2 separate regions of the Mus musculus genome follow, and region 2 is linked to region 1. The links are chromatin contacts, called in public Hi-C maps. All regions are on one chromosome and are shown on one strand. The core of a region is the stretch at or near the end of the contact, and the rest is flanking DNA. Distances in the headings are between cores, read along the strand shown.

The links. A called contact is a pair of places that touch in the nucleus more often than the background predicts.
Region 2: a contact with region 1 is called in a Hi-C map of uterus, with 8 times the contacts expected there. The contact joins the promoter of Pi4ka here to the promoter of Naa60 in region 1. A contact is called at or near these places in 2 of 484 Hi-C or Micro-C datasets (CD4 T cells and uterus) and 1 of 9 other capture datasets (adipose tissue).

Annotation. Positions count from the first base shown.
Region 1 is chr16:3,883,126-3,885,993 of GRCm38.p6, reverse strand. It overlaps Naa60 (N(alpha)-acetyltransferase 60, NatF catalytic subunit), which reads right to left and starts at 1,375. Exons shown (of 7, transcript NM_029090.3): 1 at 1,188-1,375. It also overlaps a transcript of Zfp597 not described here.
Region 2 is chr16:17,404,513-17,407,522 of GRCm38.p6, reverse strand. It overlaps Pi4ka (phosphatidylinositol 4-kinase alpha), which reads left to right and starts at 1,658. Exons shown (of 55, transcript NM_001373955.1): 1 at 1,658-1,889. The coding sequence starts at 1,725. Snap29 (synaptosomal-associated protein 29) reads right to left here and starts at 1,523. Exons shown (of 5, transcript NM_023348.4): 1 at 1,164-1,523. The coding sequence starts at 1,400.

The DNA of each region.
Region 1 (2,868 bases), core at 126-2,625:
GTATACAAAAACCCTAAAAGGAGGTGTGTAGACTTATGTTCCCTGCCATGAGCAGTGTACTACTTTGGCACGATGGCCCTTCGGCATCCTCTAGTTTTTAATCACATTGTACTAACTCGCAGTTCACTGGTGTGTGCATCTCTCTCTGTGTGTACTTATATGCTGTTTTTGTCCCAGACCTTCCTCTTCCTGACATTTCGGCTGGTAACAAGGTCACAGGCCTTCTAAAACTCTCCTCCATGTCACATGGTTTTGTGGACTCAAGTCTTTGCATAGATGATTTCGGGAGTAACATGACTTTGCCTGCTGGGTCACACAAGCCAGCAGACAAGCCAAGACTAATTCAGGGATTTTATGTTTCTAGTACTTTGAAAAAGGAAAAGCTCTTTGGCAACTTCCTTAATTAGCACTCCAGACACCACAGGAGCCACAGAGTTAGGCTGTGAGTCTCTTCTTTCAAGACCAAAGGGTGACAAGAATGACCCAAAAGCACATGGCTCTGGGACTTGGCAGAGTTAAGAGATCAATAAAGGAGCCAAAGTTTATGTTTATTGCAGCCTGGCTCCCCAAGCCTTGGGTTTTGACACCAGCAAGGCAGGCATTTGCTGGAGGTTCAGAAGGCCCAGAGTACCCTCTCCACAGCCCCAGCCCAAGACAGCAGCACTGGTCATAGATCCCCTTTTCTCCTTGGCAAATGTTTTCTCCAATTCAGAAGAAATAAGTCAGAGGCGATTATGGAGGGTCCGCTTAGCTTCCATGTGCCGGAATACCAAAAGTACTGCTGGAATGAAAAGACGCGACAGACCTAAAGCAGGGTCCTCGGCTTTCACGCGTGCAAAAAGTCGACAATTACCCCCAGCTCAACAAGTCCCTTAAGGGAGGCAGGCTGGAGCTAGAAGAGTCGACCAGACCCTTCACCTCCAAAACCAGAGGATGCCGCCTTTCCATCTCCCAATTCCTGCAATTACTGGCTGAGGGTCCCCAGAAAGGCCAATTCCCGACGCCCCACCGCGCCCCTCGCCGCCGTCACGGAAACAAACTGGGCGCTAAGAAGCGCCCCGCGCAGGGGTGGGTAAGGGGCTCTCCGGAAAACCCGGCCTCCCACGGGCGGGCAGTGCCCTCGGTGTCGCGACAGCGACCTCCTCACCGCCCCGATTTGCACCCGCCGAGGCCCCCGGCTGCCTCACCTCGGACGGGAGCCGGCGGCAGCGGACGGTGTCTCAAGGCTCAGCGCATCCTGGGGGAGCCGGGAAGCCGGACGTGGGACTGCGCGGTCCCCCGCGACAGATTATGTAACCGGCAGGGGCCGCAGCCGGGACAGGGAAGGCGGCCCCGCGGCACTTCCGCCTCTCCTGTGCTGCCGGCGGCGCAGCCCGGAAGATCATTGGCTGCTACGCCATGTGGCACCGCCCTCCCTGACGCCGCCGCCACCATGTTGGGAGCTGGCAAGCCTCTGGCCGCTGGCGGGACCTGCTCCCGAAGCCTCCCGCACTGGCGGCGGAAGCTCAAGACAGCTGCGAGCCGCCCAGCTGCCCTTGCGTGCATGCGTGGACACCGGCGGCGGCGGGCCGGGGTTTCCGCGCCTTTCCTCAATCAAGCGGGTCAGAGGGCGCCTTTCCTCGATCAAGCGGGTCAGAGGAGCTCCGAGGCCTCCCTAGTCCTGAGACGCACGGCTCCGCCGCTGGCCTGCTCTTCCCCCACTGGAGGTTAGTATTAATAGATGCTGGCGCTGGTGATTGCTAGAAGCCCTGACTCAAAAGGCACCGCCCCGCGCTCGCGCTGACAGCCACAGAAGGGTGGTCGTGAGCTATCATTGCAGTGGACAAGTGACATTGGCCTTCAGGGCTGGGTGGGGGTGGGAGTTCTATATCCAGATGTAATTCAGAGATAATTCAGTTCGTGTAACCAGAGAAAAGCTTGCTGACCAACAGTTTATTCTTTGCTTTTAGATAACTAAAATGGTATGTAGTCAAAGGCTCAACCAACCTTAAAAAAATATTAATATCCAAGAAATACATCAGTGCTACATCCACTCCAGTAGTGACTCGCATTACAGGTTTAGAAACCTGGAAGCAGTCATGAGGTGAAGACTTTCACGGAAACTTCGCCTCCTGGAGCCTTGGCATTCCAATAGCACGTATACTCAAACCCTGTCCCAGCGTTAGTCTGGTGTATGGATTCGTGTGCTCTCTTTCAGTATTGTTTTATTATAAGTGCCTTTAAGGATTGATTTTGACATATAGCTAAGCCTTTGTCAGTGTTCCAATGTCCTGACCCTGAGCTTGGAATTCAGTAAGAATGTTACCTATTCAGTAACATTCAAATTCACTTCTAGTAGAGACAGTGAAAATAATCAGACATTACAATTTACTAGAACAGAGCTAGAAAAGCTCAGGGCCAGTCTGCATAGTAATTACTTAGAACAATAGCTGAGTTTCACCCAAACACAGGAATACACAATGGCCTAGGAAATAGGTGGGTTGGAGTATTACTCATGAAAGGGTTAGTAGAATGGAATTCCCCTGGTGCAGGTTTTTCACTAGGCCCAGAGGAATAGCATAATCAGGTATTTACTAAAGGACCACTGTAGGTGGGTTTAACAATAGACTAGCATTGCATCAGAGCATTCACCTGGCTCCTGTGTTTGGCTGATCTTAATTAAGGATTGTTTCTATTCTCAGTTGTAAACAAGGCCTGGCTCCCATTATCTTTTTATGTATGCATTTTCTTTGTTTTGTGTAAGAACCAATGTACCTTGGCAAATGTATTCGCCTAGCCTTCTTGTTTTTCGTCTGTAATATAAGACTGGTGCTCAATTTGACAAATTACATCCAGATACAGCACTCCCTTGTGTCTGTGTCTGTTTGT
Region 2 (3,010 bases), core at 409-2,908, about 14 Mb before region 1:
GGAAGGTAGGAGAAGGTAAAATACCAAACAGTGGCAATAGAAAACAACAGAGATCTGTCCAAGTCCCAGAGGAGAACACTTGCCAAAGATCAGAGATGAAGACTGGTAAAGAAAGACAGTATTTTGTTTCAACTATTACATTTCAAAACTGTAAAATACTTAAGATTATTCTTGGCTGATATATCAGTAATTTCTTCTTCTGCCAAAACAACTATTTTGCCAGTAGACTTAGGGGCAATCTGGTGTCTTGGAATAATCTTTATTTTATGCTGGAGAAGATGGTACATGCCTGAAATCCCAGTATCAGAAAGATTGAGACCAAGAATTCTAAGTTCCAGACCAGCCTGGGCTTCATTGGTAGGCTGTCCACCAAGCCGAACTCCTCAAAAAGAAAAGGTCTTAAAGAAGTTTCAGAAGACCATTTCTGTTCCCAGCACCCATCTGTCAACTCCAGCTCCAAGGGATTCCCTGGTGCCCTCTTCCGGCTTCAGGGGACACCCTTAAACTGTGCATATGCAAATACAGGTAAATTAAAGGAAAGCAAAGTTCCTAGTTGCTGAAATTTTCTATGGATGGAAAGAGCTGTCACAATAACACACGGTCTACAAAGGTAAGAGTCGACTCAATTCAGGATCTGGTTTCCTGAGCAGGAGCCCAGGCGAGGGGACTTAAATATTCCCATTAGAAAGGTGAAAAGTGGTCAAGGATGTGAGAAGAAGAACACAGGCTCCCTTTGCGTCAGTACTTCAGGCACCACCTGGCACTTGAAGCATACACAGTTCACACTTTAACTGGGCCACTAGAGAGGAACAGCTTGAGGCTTCTGCCTAACAAGTTATATGTAAATGAAACAGACACTACTTCCCAAATACAGGCCGCACTTTGGCATTTTTACTCTCACACAGAACATTATTTGGAGTTTACTTTTTAACTAGACATGAGGGCAGGGCAGCGAGGGAGAAATTAACCTCGCAGAATAATAGATAAGGAAGCTTCCAGAGGTAAACATCAGGTGATCCTGATACATAATTCTTTACACTATGTCCATGAACTTACGGTAGGCAATTAGAAAAATACCAAAAGATCGTAAACAAAATATTTCTTCATCCCGTTTTTATAACGCATTGATTGGCCGGTTTAGCTCAGTTCTGCCCCAGGCTCACCTCGGAAGAGGCGACTCCGATCTTCTCCGATTCATACATGAGAGACAAGGACCTGCTGGTACTGGCAGCGGTAGCCTCGGCCCTGCGCAACACCTCCTGTCTCAGGTACTGCTGCCTGTCAATGGGCGCGTCGGGGCCGTCAGGCAGGTCGCGGACGTCCTTCCACGGCGCGGGCCGGGTGTCTTCCTCTTCCACGTCATCGTCGAAAGGATTATAGCTTTTAGGATAGCCAGACATGGTGCGGGAGACGGCCTGCACCTAGGAAGCAGGAGGGGTTGCTGAGCGAGGAGTCGATAGCCCAGCGCCGGCGGGCGGATTCACTGTGGACGCCGCGCGCACTACTTCCGCCAGCACTGCGCTAGAGCCCCGCCTCCAGAGCCAACCCGGCGGCGGAGCGGCAGAGGGGGACCAGGCCCCACCCAGTGCGGGGGAGGGGAGAGGGGAGGAGTCAGGTGGTCAGGTGGCCGGGAAGTCGGCCGCCTCTGCGCCTGCGCAGTAAGGACCGGTGGTGGCGAGCCCAGAGCTGTGAACCCAGCCGCCTGCGCCGGGGCGTGCGCTGTGATGGCGGCTGCTGGGGCCCGGGGAGGAGGCGGCGGTGGCGGCGGCGGCGGCGGCGGCGGCTCGGGGTCCAGCTCTGGCTCCAGCACCTCTCGAGGCTTTTATTTCAACACAGTACTTTCACTGGCCCGCTCCCTGGCTGTGCAGAGACCAGCATCCTTGGAGAAGGTAACCCTGCGTACTGACAGGAGGAGGGGCCTGAGGTGGCGAAGCGGCGGGACGCTGCTGGGTCTGAGAAGGCTACTTGCGACTAGAGAGGGGCTCCTGAATAGAGGTGGCAGCGATGTAGGGAGGTCGGTGGGAGAGGGTTCTGGTGAAGAGAGGAGTCGGGAAGTCGACAGGACGCTGGGAGGTCTGGTACCGGTGGGAGTGGGAGGGCAGTGAGCTGTGGGCGGGCGGACTACCGCTGTGACATCTCAGGCGCGGGGGTTGTGGCAGCATCGTGACTGCCTGTGAGGCGTGGTAGGATGAGCCAAGGACCAAGAGTCCAATCCGGGCTTTTGGTCCCGATTTTTTGTTTTCATTCAATGACCTTGGAGAGGTGTCTTTCTCATGAAATGGGACGCCCTCCTCCCCTACACACTTTTTGCCCTTCTCACTGGATTGTGGAGAAGGACAGCTATGCAAATCGTATTATTATTTAAGAGATGGTAGCGTTAGACTGGATCAAAAGATGATGAGTTTCGAGAAGATGCAGTGGCAGGAATATGCAGTGGACTGTTAGTAGACAGAGAACTAAATTCAGGATTGCTTCAGAAGAGAAAGACACGCCAGTCCTTATCTTGGAAGATAAAAGATATGCTTGGACCTGGGATAAGAGGTGAACTGGGTGGGTGGTGAAGGGTAGAACCCCAGGATTAAGGAGGCTAACCGCTTTCTTTTAGGGGAAAAAAAAAACCCAAAAACCAAACAACAACAAAAGGATGTTGTGATAGGAAGAAGACAGATTTTAGTCAGAGCTGACTAAATTTACAATTTCTGTGTGCAGTCTTGAGGAAGAAACTTGCATGCTAACAGCCTATTTGCTTATCTATAAAACCTGTGAAGCTTTGATGAGTTTACATATTAAGGCCAGGCACAACGTGGATGAACAATAATAGTCAGCTGCTTTTCGCCCAGGAATGTGTAAATAGACTCAGCACAGTATGTTAGCACTGAAGGGAGGGGGCTGTCTGTCCATTCAACTTTCTGAAAGATGGAAAGAACCTGGGTGACATGTGCACCTGCGCGCTGATGGGTAAAAGTGGAAAGGCAGAGTGACCTGGTCTTTGACCTTGTAAGTTTTCAAA